Linked DNA regions of Mus musculus: region 1 is linked to region 2. Evidence: chromatin contacts called from public Micro-C data. All regions are on one chromosome and are shown on one strand. Each heading gives the region's core, a stretch centred on a gene start, on an enhancer-like site or on the middle of the called end of the contact. The rest is flanking DNA. Distances are from core to core; before and after follow the strand shown.

Region 1 (5,492 bases), core at 2,296-4,795, 81 kb after region 2:
CAAAACTGCCTGCACACACACACACTCTCTCTCTCTCTCTCTCTCTCTCTCTCTCTCTCTCTCTCTCTCTCTCTCTCTCTTCTAAAAAATAAAAACACCACCACCTAAAACAAGAACAACAACATACACTCCCTTTCTCTGCTGCAGCTAAAGAGAAGGTGATATATACATTGTAGCTGCAAGGTGTTAGCTATACTTCGGCAAGTAGTTCCCAGGATGTAAATTAGGTCCCAAAAGCTGTTGTCCAAATCGAAGAAACAGAGAAATTAATCTGGGAGACTATCCATCATCACCGGTAATAAAGAGAGCGACATGGATGAGACAGATGATATGATTAAGGGGCTGTGGTCGTTTTAATTAACTTTTTGCTGTCCTGTAATGATCAAACTGGTCACCAGACCCGGTCAATAAGCATGTTAATATCAAACAAATAAAACCAGGGATGATTAAAAACCTCCTGGTTTATTAAATTTGAAATTCAAATGAAATTTATGCTGCAGATGCATACAGAATGCTAATAGATTTTAGCTTTATTGATAGTGGATCCCACAGGTTTGCAAGAAAACAGCACACTGTCTAAGCATGTTTTTTGCAGCATGTTAAAGTTCTTGTTGTGTAGGGGAAACTTTTAACTGATGTTTGGGAAGCTGAACTTCCTGTATTTCTTCCTCCTTTTCTCTAACCATCTCAATTATTAAGTACAATACTGCACAACAATGCTTAATATCAAAACAGGTGAACTGAACTCTGCCTTCAATGGCTTAACCAGACCAGCTGTATCTGTCATCTTCTCTTTCATAGGACAGGATTCAAGTGTGCTTGAGTTACTTCTCAAAGTGTGTGTGTGTGTGTGTGTGTGTGTGTGTGTTGGTGTTGGGGGTGTCATTGAGAGTAGTTTCATTTAAAGTAGAAGCCAGACTATGAGTGTTTTAACTCTGCTGTTTGATAACCTCATTATACACACACTATCCCTTTCATGGAGGAAGGGAAGACAGGAAATCAAGCAAAGGAGAAAGAAGTCTTTCAGCAATCTCCCACTTTCATAATGGGAGTAACTTGAATGTGTAAATTTAAATGTGTATGTATACCATACATCAGTGACACACTGATAAATATTTTCTAGTGTAAGCTATATATACAAACCTTTACAAACCCTCAGTGCTGAAAGCAAACCTCATGCAAATGGAAGAATCTAGCATCTTCACTAAATTCACACCAACATTGTGACTCATTGTCATAGGAAGAATGGCATGTGATTCTAAATGCACTTCTACAAATGAAAGATGTTAGCATTAGCCTAAAATGGAGTAGCTCAGAACTGCAGTCACATGATGCTGAGTTTTTCTAATTCCCGAATTTTTGAGGAAACTGGTTAACGCCTCTGTTTACTCTCATGCTCAGCATTTAACTTTTTAATAACCCTGCCTCCTTTTCTTCCAGAAGATAGGAGGATAAAAAGATACAATAACTATTCATAAGAAGGAGTCTTCCTTCAAAGCACTTCCCTCCACCTTTGAGGGTGATGGTATTGATTAACGTTAAACCCCAAATTTGAACAACTGTATATTAGGTTCTTAAAATGAATATCATTATGGAAGGAGACCAAAGCAATGAAGTTAATTCTCTTTTATTTGTTAAACGGAGTTCCCTCCTTCCCCCACCCCTTCCTCCTTCTGGGCTGTCCTGTCACGCCTTCTCAACACGCTAAAATCATTCAGAGGGGCTTGCAGAGAGAAACAGGACATTTATGGTAAGCGTTAGCTTTCAGAGAAAGAAAGCAGTTCATTAATTTACTTCACAGTTACTTCTAAGTATGTGGATGTCCCTTACTCCCTTAATCAATAGATATGATGTACAGTCAATACCCCTGCACATGAAAAAAAAAAGGCTCAGAAGTGCAAATCCCTGCACAACAAACATTAGGTCTAACTGTGCAGGTGAAATTTATGCAAAGGATGAAGCCCTACTTTGGACTTCTGCATAACCCAGGAGAATTAATTTTTGACATCTTCAGAACCTGCAATACACTTGAGAACAACCAATTAAAAAAAAAAAGTCTCCCAAGTCAAAACACATCAGTTCTGTCATCTACTCACATTTTAATCAATTCCCCTTTAGTATTAGACTTCTGAGAGTCTTCCTAACAGGGTAAAATAGGAATTATTGTGGTTTTAAAATGCATGAATATTCAACAAGACTCCAAGGACTAGATTTTCTCCTTTCATACTGGTACTGGCCTTTTTGTGGCTTAAGAATTTCTGTTGTGGTGACCACAGAATTGTAATGACATTTCTGAAGGCAACTAATAATAAAAATAGCAAGTAAGTGACTAAAACGCAGAGAATTTGAAGTAAATGCGCATGATGACTCGAACGCACTGGTAGATGGCTTGCTCAAACCATAGATGCTCCTATAAATGCAGCCCGAAAAGCTCACCTCCATTCTTACATAAATAGTACCAACAGATTTCAGTCATTCTGATTTTTCTGTCAGAAAGGCACAGTGGGGTTACCTGAGAAAACTTATAAACTGGGTAAAATGCTCCTCAATTTCTCATCCAATGGGAGAAAAACACACCCCCTCTTACTCCTCTTTCCATCTAATCCTTTTGTAATTTTACTGCATGCCAAGGGGCAAACACACCTCCTCCAGGACGTGCACTTCCAAAGCTTGAATCCCACCTCTGGTAGAGGGTAAGGGCGGCCAGATCTAAGTAAGGACTCAAAGGCGCAGGCGCACACTTGCACCATATCACTACCCCCTTTCCAATCTTTCTATTTGACCGAAACATCAGGAAATGGAAGGTAAGTATCAAGATTTTCTTCAAAACTATACTGAAAGAGTCCAGGAAGCTGGGGGGGGGGGGTCACTCCTTTTTTTATGTTCAAAGGGCAGAGGAAGTTAGTAACTTGAAGATAGGACTTGGGGCGTTTATTTACTGGCCTCACTCAACTTCGCAGTTTCTCTATCCAGACCGCCAATCTCTTAGGCACGTACACTTTATTGTATTGTTTCGGTTCCCTACCCCTAGCTTTGGTGCTCGCGCGCACGCACACGTCGGTCTTCCCTCTCGATCGCGCGCACCCACTCTCCACCTACACCAAACGGGTGCACGCCTCTCCACACCCGGGATTGAACGTACTGTCGCTCCTGACTCCCTACGGTAGAAGGACTCAGTTACCTTACACACTTTCCAGCTCTGTCCCTGACCCCTTTTGTCACACACGTAGTTACTCGGCCCGCTCTCGGTGGTTGTACGACCACTCTCTGCCCTTGCTAGGTCACGGTTTTTGCGACCCTGCCCAGTTACCCCTCCGCTTTCTACACTGCTCTCTCCGAGGTGGGTCACACTCGCGATCATTTTTCACGCGCGCGCACACGCACACTCTGCGACACTCGCACCCCCACACTCCCGCCGGCGCCGATGACCTCACGGCGCGCGCGCCGCGCGGCCCGGCGAGGCCACAGATTGGCTGGCCGCGCCTCCGCGGCACTTCAAAGCCGGAGAGGGAGCTACAATTGTGGCGGAATGGGCGGAACTGATCATTGTATTGCACACCTCTAAAAAAAACACTGCCTCTGATTTATCAATATAAAAAAGATCCTCTGAGAGGAGGAGGGCGCTTCTGTGTGATGGCAACTTCACTTCTAGGGGTGAGTCTCAGGATCTTCTCTTGCTGGTTTAATTAGTTTCCTTTTATTGCCTATCGGAGGGGGTTAAAGTCGCCCCGGCCAGGCCACGGGCTATCAGTCTCTCTATTGAGAGCCACCACCACCCCCCTAAATACAAGTGAGTTTAGAAAAAAGAAAGGGGGGGGGGAGGAGGCAGAGCCACTTTTTTTTTTTTCAGCACAGGAAAGGTTCGTAGGGCATTGAGACCCGCCACCTCGCAGAGCCTGGCCGCTCCCTGCTCGGGAGAACTGAGCATAGCCCCTAATACACTCGACGATTTCGAAGGGGAACGCGAGTAAGTTTTTCCCTCCTGGGCATACTGCAGATTCTCCCCCTTCCCCTTAATATTTTTCCTCAGCCCGGTTTGTATTGCAGGTACGTTGAGCTCGTCTTATTTCTACCATTATAGAGAGATATATATTGAGAGAGAGAGATGAAGGGGGTGGAGAGAGAGAGAGAGAGAGAGAGAGAGAGAGAGAGAGAGAGAGAGAGAAGAAAAAAATGGAAGAGCGAGTAATGGAAGAGCCGGGGAGAAGCAACTAAGGATGGGTTGAGGGGGATCTGAAAAGAGTTTTCAAAGCTCTCTTGGGATTGCAGTGTAGTGATCTTAAACGCAATCCAGAAATTTCCCCAGGTTGTAAGGTAAAAAGGAAACTTCTCCCTCCCTAGTCTGGATTTGGACTTTCTGTTCGTTTGATCGAAAGCGTCTAGGGCTTTGTGAACACAAGAGTGCCGTCTTAGTTGAGAATTCTTGTTAAACTCTTCTTTAGCGTGGCGCTTTGCTCCAGAATCAGACGCTCGCCGCCAAACTTGTCCCCTCCTGTAGAGTAGGAGGCAGCCGGGCGCCGGGGCAGCTGGGGGTGCAGGGTAAGTTGGTGGCAGTGTGCAGCAGCTAGAGATGGGGAGCAGTGGGGCGTCTGGAGGCTACCAGGGGACTAATACACATTTCTTTCCTCCCTCCCCCACCGGCCCTTTGCCCACTACCCCTCCCCCACCCTTCTTCTCTGCTCCGGTCTCAGGAAGAACCGAGGTTGGGATCCACTCCTCTGGCCATGCTTGCTGCTACCTGTAATAAGATCGGCAGCCCCAGCCCGTCTCCCTCCTCCCTGTCGGACAGCTCTTCTTCCTTCGGTAAAGGCTTCCACCCTTGGAAACGCTCCTCGTCTTCCTCCTCCGGCAGCTGCAACGTAGTGGGTTCCAGTCTCTCTAGCTTCGGTGTGTCGGGGGCCTCCCGGAACGGCGGCTCCTCCTCAGCCGCAGCGGCGGCAGCGGCGGCAGCAGCGGCGGCCGCAGCCCTGGTGTCCGACTCTTTTAGCTGCGGAGGCTCGCCCGGCTCCAGCGCCTTCTCTCTCACCTCCAGCAGCGCCGCCGCAGCGGCAGCAGCTGCGGCGGCTGCCGCTTCCAGCTCGCCCTTTGCCAACGACTACTCTGTGTTCCAGGCTCCGGGCGTCTCGGGGGGCAGCGGCGGCGGCGGCGGGGGAGGCGGCGGCGGTTCCGGAGCGCACTCGCAGGATAGCTCCCATCAGCCAGTGTTTATCTCCAAGGTGCACACGTCGGTGGACGGACTGCAGGGTATCTACCCGCGCGTGGGAATGGCGCACCCGTATGAGTCCTGGTTCAAGCCTTCGCACCCGGGCCTTGGCGCCGCGGCCGACGTGGGCTCCGCGGGCGCCTCCAGCTGGTGGGATGTGGGCGCGGGCTGGATCGACGTGCAGAACCCCAATGGGGCGGCAGCGCTGCCCGGCTCGCTGCACCCGGCGGCCGGGGGCCTTCAGACGTCGCTGCATTCACCGCTGGGAGGCTACAACTCGGATTATTCC
Region 2 (5,978 bases), core at 287-2,786:
CACCACACACATCTTGATGTGAAAAGAATGCTAACAGGGCTGGTTCCTTAGTGAATAATATTCCTTTTCCCTCCCCTAACATGGCATGACTGTGGCAGCTATTCATTTCCTTTAAACTGTGTTTCAGTTTGGGAAGGACCCTGACACAGTGGCATGGTTCTACGTGAGGGACAAATTTAAATCTTGTTACCCCTTTCTCACAGAAGACTCTCTGCAGAGTGTTTGACAACGTGCCCTGAGAAACTACTTTAAAAATGAAAGAATACTTATTGAGTCGTCAGCACAGTAACAAAAGCTCCTCCAAAGTGAGGAGGGAACTATCTCTTAAATTCCACACTGTGTTCCCATGACTCATGAGTCTGGAGCAGAGACCATCAAGACCTTAAGAACCACTTTTTGAACATTTCCCTACGGCTGCCCAGTACATTAATAGCCAAGACACTTCTGGGATGCTGTCAAATGAGAATTTAAGGTGGAAAAAACTCTATTTGTCTTACTGGAAAAATGATTTTAGAAGACAAGTTTTTAGCTCCATTTATTGACTTTTTGGACTCTCTTCTGTGCCTAGTCTTGCAATCTTCTGCTCTTTCTTCCAACCTTCTGACCACTGTATTTTTATATGATTATTATTTCTCTGGAAATGGAAAATATGTTATTGAGAAGCATTTTGGTTAGCTACCACTTGGTGAAAAGATATTCAGTCTTGCTGTTGGAACTTTAGAGTGCATCAATGTTAGGAGAAATATTGATTAATATGGGCATATTTTAAAACTGCTTAAGGTTCACCAATCAATTCTTGAACTTTCTTTTTGTTGCAGCAAGATTTAAGGAGTTTTATTACTACTTCTTATCCTTCCTCTACTTCCCTCACCTCACCCCCAAAGCATAGGAAACCAGGTTCTTAAAATTCTAGGTGAAAGATTTACCAATAGCCTATCTCTCTAACATATTCCTTTTATTTTGTTTATTTTTTGCTTGGGAAAAATTTTGCAAATTTTAAGACTCATTTTAATCTGAAACGCTGACTTCCACAATGCAAATAATTAGGCAAAGTGGGTATGTGTATATATCTGTTGCAAGCATTTCACAGATATTTCTCCCTTGGTTTCATAAGAGTTGGGTCTTCATTGTGGATGGAATCTCTGTGAATCCTAATCACTGGTATTATTCTATAGGTGACCTTCATCAGGTGACTTGAGACTCAAAGCAAATAGCCTTAGTTGCTACCATGAAAATTATGCTATACAAAATACATTTAGATAAACACAATGGGCAAGGTGGTAAAACAAACAAACAACAACAACAACAAAAACCAGTAACACCATGGAATTGGCCTTTTACATTTAAACACTGTTCCAATTAGATAAATCATATATAATATTAAAATATGTGTCATTTACCATTAAGTTACTTGTATCATTCTAAGTATCAGCCTTTCCAAACCCTGAAAGATCCGGAAGTCAACAATGCAGCTGGACTGTCTCACCAGAGAATGAGAACAAAAGGTGCTTCCTTTGTTTCTCCACCCTTTTCTGCATGACAAAACTTCAGGACAGTGTGGATGGAAAGATTTCTCTTGTCAGTCTGTCTGGGCTGACTCAGTGGCCCCAAACAGGTAGCCAGATTGGCCTGGGAGGTCTAAGGAAACATCCATCTCTCAGCTATCTGGTGGAGTTGTCAACTCAGAAACTCAGCATGCCCTTTTCATCTTTCAGGAAGTAAAAGTTTTTCAGGATGAACACTGAGACCTTCTGGGAAACAAAGTCCTTTCTATGTCACACAATACCATGTCGGGCAAATTCTGTGGCTTTAATAACTCACAAGTTAAGGCCAGAGTCAAGGTCCACAAGAAGGGATTCCTCTTCTGTATGGAAAGTGATAATGAGATCATATTGAATGGATGCCTAGAACTGGAGGGATTTGTGGCCAGTAATCAAGGTACATCTTTGATTGCAAATGCTAACTACTTAGTGCCTAGAAGAGCTAGGCATCTCATCCCAGCGTGTGAAATAGCAAGTGTCCACTGTAAATGTATAGCAGAGATTTGAAAGACACTGCAAACAGTGTAACTATAGTTATCTTTTCCAAACCAAACTAGAAACTTGACCTGATTCCTATCATGCTTTACAATTCCATCCTATACTTCCTGTAGTATGATAGCGGTCTTAGCATTTCCTGAGAAAATCCAGCAGTTCAAATTCCATCAAGAGCTCTCCAAGGGTTTATTAGGTCACCATTTCTAAATGGAACAGGATTTCAAACACCCTTTTCAGTAACAATTATATGGCAACCACTATGTTACAGGCCTAAAAGCAAAAGAAACTTATATGTTACATATATATGATGAGATGGTGGAGTTAGGCTCTGATACACAAGTCTGAAATGATGCAATTAGAGAACACCAGAAAGACTGCTTCCTTCTTTGTTAGCATCTTTCTCCAACATTTTTCAAATGTCAGATCATTTACTAAAGAAACTACAAGTAAATACATTACAATATAAACAGAGAAGGTTGGGCAGAGATCTGTTTTATGCTATTTAAATTCTACTGACAGCATCTACATTTTATAGCTTAGTAATCCTTCAGTAGCTATGCCTTGATGTATGTAAAAATAGATAAATAACAAAATTAATAGCATTTATTTTGTCTCATTCAAAGATCCCCATTATTTGTGCTATAAATAACAGTGGCCATTAATACTTGTCTATGAACTGTAAGTACTTTTTAATTGTATCTCATTATAGCAAACACTACAGAGCACAGCTTTCTGTCCCTTTCCTTCTACGTAAAGAATCTATAGATTATAAAGAGGTGTGTCTCACATACGCATAGTCTTTGTGCCCAAAAGCAGAAGATTTTTTCCCATTTTAATGTTTCCCTTGGACAATGATCATTTTGTGTGAGAGCAGCGTTTTATCTTTTAATTTATTTTAACTGCTTGAAATGGACCAGCTGCAGAGTGGGAAGTGTGTTGACATTTATCTGAAGTCTTATCTTTATTAAATCACTTGTATTATTATCCTATATAAACAACTTAATAAACACAGTAAATACTTATCTAACTGGAGTCAGTAAGTCTATTGAGCCAGCCAATTTACTCTTAATTTTCTGAATTAAAAAAAAAAAAGATAAAACCTGCTGTATCAGTTGAGTCACTGGGGAAATTAAGTCTTCAGTTATCAAATCTGCTGCCAAATCCAAAGTCTCCCCATGAGAACTTGGAGAGCTTTTGACTCTTTCTTTTCTATAGACACAGATGGAACCACATACTGACCTTTATGCACAGTCTACTTCAAAAGTACTGACATGAACAGGAAGGTTTTCTTGTCCTCCATACATTCCCCCAGCTCCAGTAACTTTCAGCTGTCCTCCAGTCAAAAGAGTAGCACCAAAAGTCAGTATTTATTCATATTTGTATTATTATTTATTAGTATTCATACCCTTACTCATTATAGAAGAGCAAAGAAATGATTCTTCCAAATTGAAAGTCACAGAACATTTAGAGGATTCTTCATGGTCTGAAGCCATGTGCTCCATTATGGTAGCCACTAGCCACATAATTTAAATAAAAGTTTAAGCTGCTTTTTTAGTCGAATTAATAATTCTCCAGGCACCCAGTAATTATATGAGATAAACATGCCTACACTCACAGAAGTCTATGGAACAGCATGTATCTAAATAAAACAGAAATGACCTGGGTACTCCAACCTGAACACCTCTATTTCATTTTTTCTGTTCTACCTATATGATTTTGTGCTCATTAATTCACCCAGACAAACATATACTGAACCCTCCTTTCCTTCTCTCCTTCCCTAGCAGGAACTACTGTCATAAAAACTACTCTGTTCTCAGATGAAGCATGTCTTTCCTAAGTTAGAACGCATGTACCCAAGAGTATAGTAGCATTTAACATTTTTTTGTTCTGATGACAAACTCATTAAATTTCTTCACTGATCATTCAGTTTAGACGCAGAAGCCCATGGCCACTGTAAGTAGATCTTAGACCATTATGTATTCCATTGCACACTGTGCAAGCACATTTAATTTTATATGTATTTCCTTAAAAGATTTCCATTCTCAAAAGCAGCTAAGAATCTGCATCAGATTTTTCACTTTTTTGCTTGAATTCGGATCCTTCTGTGAGATTCTTCAGAGCCAAACCTTCCTCCCAAATAAAAGCTCAGGAAGTCAGAGGATGTTAAAAGCGCAAAGGTTTCTAAGCCACTTGTTTACTTAGAAGATAGCGAACAACTGTAAAGATTAAAGGTGCAATGATGAAACCTTTCAGTGACAAGGACTGGTGCATTTAACATGTCATAGGGTTTAAAAAAAAAAAAAAATATATATATATATATATATATGTATGTATGTATATATTTTAAAGATGTATGCACTTGTGTCTATCTAAGCATATGTCACATGTGTGCAGGTACCTTCAGAGGCCAGAAGGGGGTATGAGATGACTTGGAGCAGGGGTTACTGGCAGTTGTGAGCCACCTAAAATGAGTGCTGGGAATTGAGGTCCTCTGGAATCCCAGACAGTTCTTTTACCTGCCAAGCATGCTCCCGTATGGCCAGTTTTTAAGTAATGGCCTTGAACATTGATCCTTCTTCTCCCACACCTCATGAGAGCTGGGATTGTATGTGTGCACACATAGGTCTCTGGACCAGCTTTATTGAGACTTTCACATGAGAAAGAAATGAAATGCAGTCTTCTCTCTCTGAAGCTTCTCAACAATGAGATGTACCTTTGAATGTGTTAAATAAGTATGACTTGAACTCGAACTTCTAGGTCTCCAGAACTGTAAGTAATATGTTTATTTTCAAGCTACTTAGCCTATGGCATTCTGTTACAGCATCCAAGAAAAATGGACTAAGACAACCTTCTTGTGGCTACAACCTTCAACTTGACCTTCTCCTCCCCTGCTTCAGAGTACCCTTCAAGACTGGAAATACAGGAAACCTGAAGAACTAAGCAGGAGGGCATGAAAGAAAACTTGAAATGCACATGGGACACTCAGTATTTCTTTGGGAACTGTCATATGCCTTTGATTGATATCTTTCCAGGAGGTGACAGCCTGGTCTATTACATTACATTTTGTGGGCAGAGAGTTGGGGAGAATATTCTAGAAAAAGTACTTCATTTAGAAGCTTTGAGGTAGAAGAGAAGGAATGCTAAAAGAATAGGGATTGTGGTCTGTGCTCATGTCCCTGATTCCACAGACTCCAATGAAGCTTTCTGTCTATTTCACAGGCCAAAATACTTCAAAGGGAATTTGGCTTTTCCCAGGAATAAAAGCAAAAGGCATGGTGGCTGCTGAAAGATCTGGAATGAGTGCAGACTTGACAGCACCGGAACATTCATCTTCATTTTAGGTCAGGACTCTGAGAGGAAGATGTGTTCCCGTTCATTCTGACTGGAGATAGGTTAGCAATTACATTATGAAACCACCATTGAGCCAGGGGATGATAAACTAATATGCTGTGAATTGTAAATGTTTTCAGATCTTGCCTCTTGGACAATGAATACACAGACAGTTTTCATGCAGAAAACTTCTCATCTATTCTCCTCAAAAAAAAGAAAAAACAAAAAACTTTAGCGATTATTGGTTTTTCTTATGTAAAGATCTTCCCAGAGACCGTTAAACACCTCCTTCCTCCCTCCTTCTTTTCTCTTGTTTTTGAGTCTTTGAGATTTTAATCTGAAAATACAGCTCAGCAGGCAATAAGTAAAATTCAGAATCGTCCATCTCTTAGCATATTTCTAAATCTTTTGATTGGCTAGAAGCTAATACTAAACAAGTTTTCAAAGCAAACAATCGCATCATGATATTATTTTCTTGGCATTGAGAAAAAAAATTCAATGACCCACTTTATTAGCAGAATTCCTAGTCAAGCTTATAATAATTTCTGGCCTCTGCCCCTTAGTGATTTCCAAGGGATCTAGAAGCCTATATCACCTTGACTGATATCTGAT

Evidence for each region. Hi-C and Micro-C count contacts between places; a contact is called where the count stands out from the background.
Region 1: a Micro-C map of embryonic stem cells shows a contact between it and region 2, with 2.2 times the contacts expected there. The contact joins the promoter of Sp8 here to the enhancer-like site in region 2. A contact is called at or near these places in 1 of 39 promoter capture datasets (macrophages), 10 of 484 Hi-C or Micro-C datasets (8-cell embryo, the HL-1 cell line, embryonic fibroblasts and 3 more), 3 of 115 datasets of contacts at active chromatin or transcription factors (all in embryonic stem cells) and 2 of 9 other capture datasets (embryonic stem cells and pancreatic islet).

Annotation. Positions count from the first base shown.
Region 1 is chr12:118,843,688-118,849,179 of GRCm38.p6, forward strand. Sp8 (trans-acting transcription factor 8) reads left to right here and starts at 3,546. Exons shown (of 2, transcript NM_001379379.1): 1 at 3,546-3,654; 2 at 4,692-5,492. The coding sequence starts at 3,634.
Region 2 is chr12:118,765,110-118,771,087 of GRCm38.p6, forward strand. No RefSeq gene overlaps it. Among named protein-coding and RNA genes, the nearest start is that of Sp8, 79 kb to the right of the region's middle. Within about 2 kb of position 1,537, at least 2 of the 459 cell types and tissues checked have an H3K27ac peak or open chromatin away from gene starts, as enhancers often do. A contact at or near this core is called in embryonic stem cells, where this site is marked.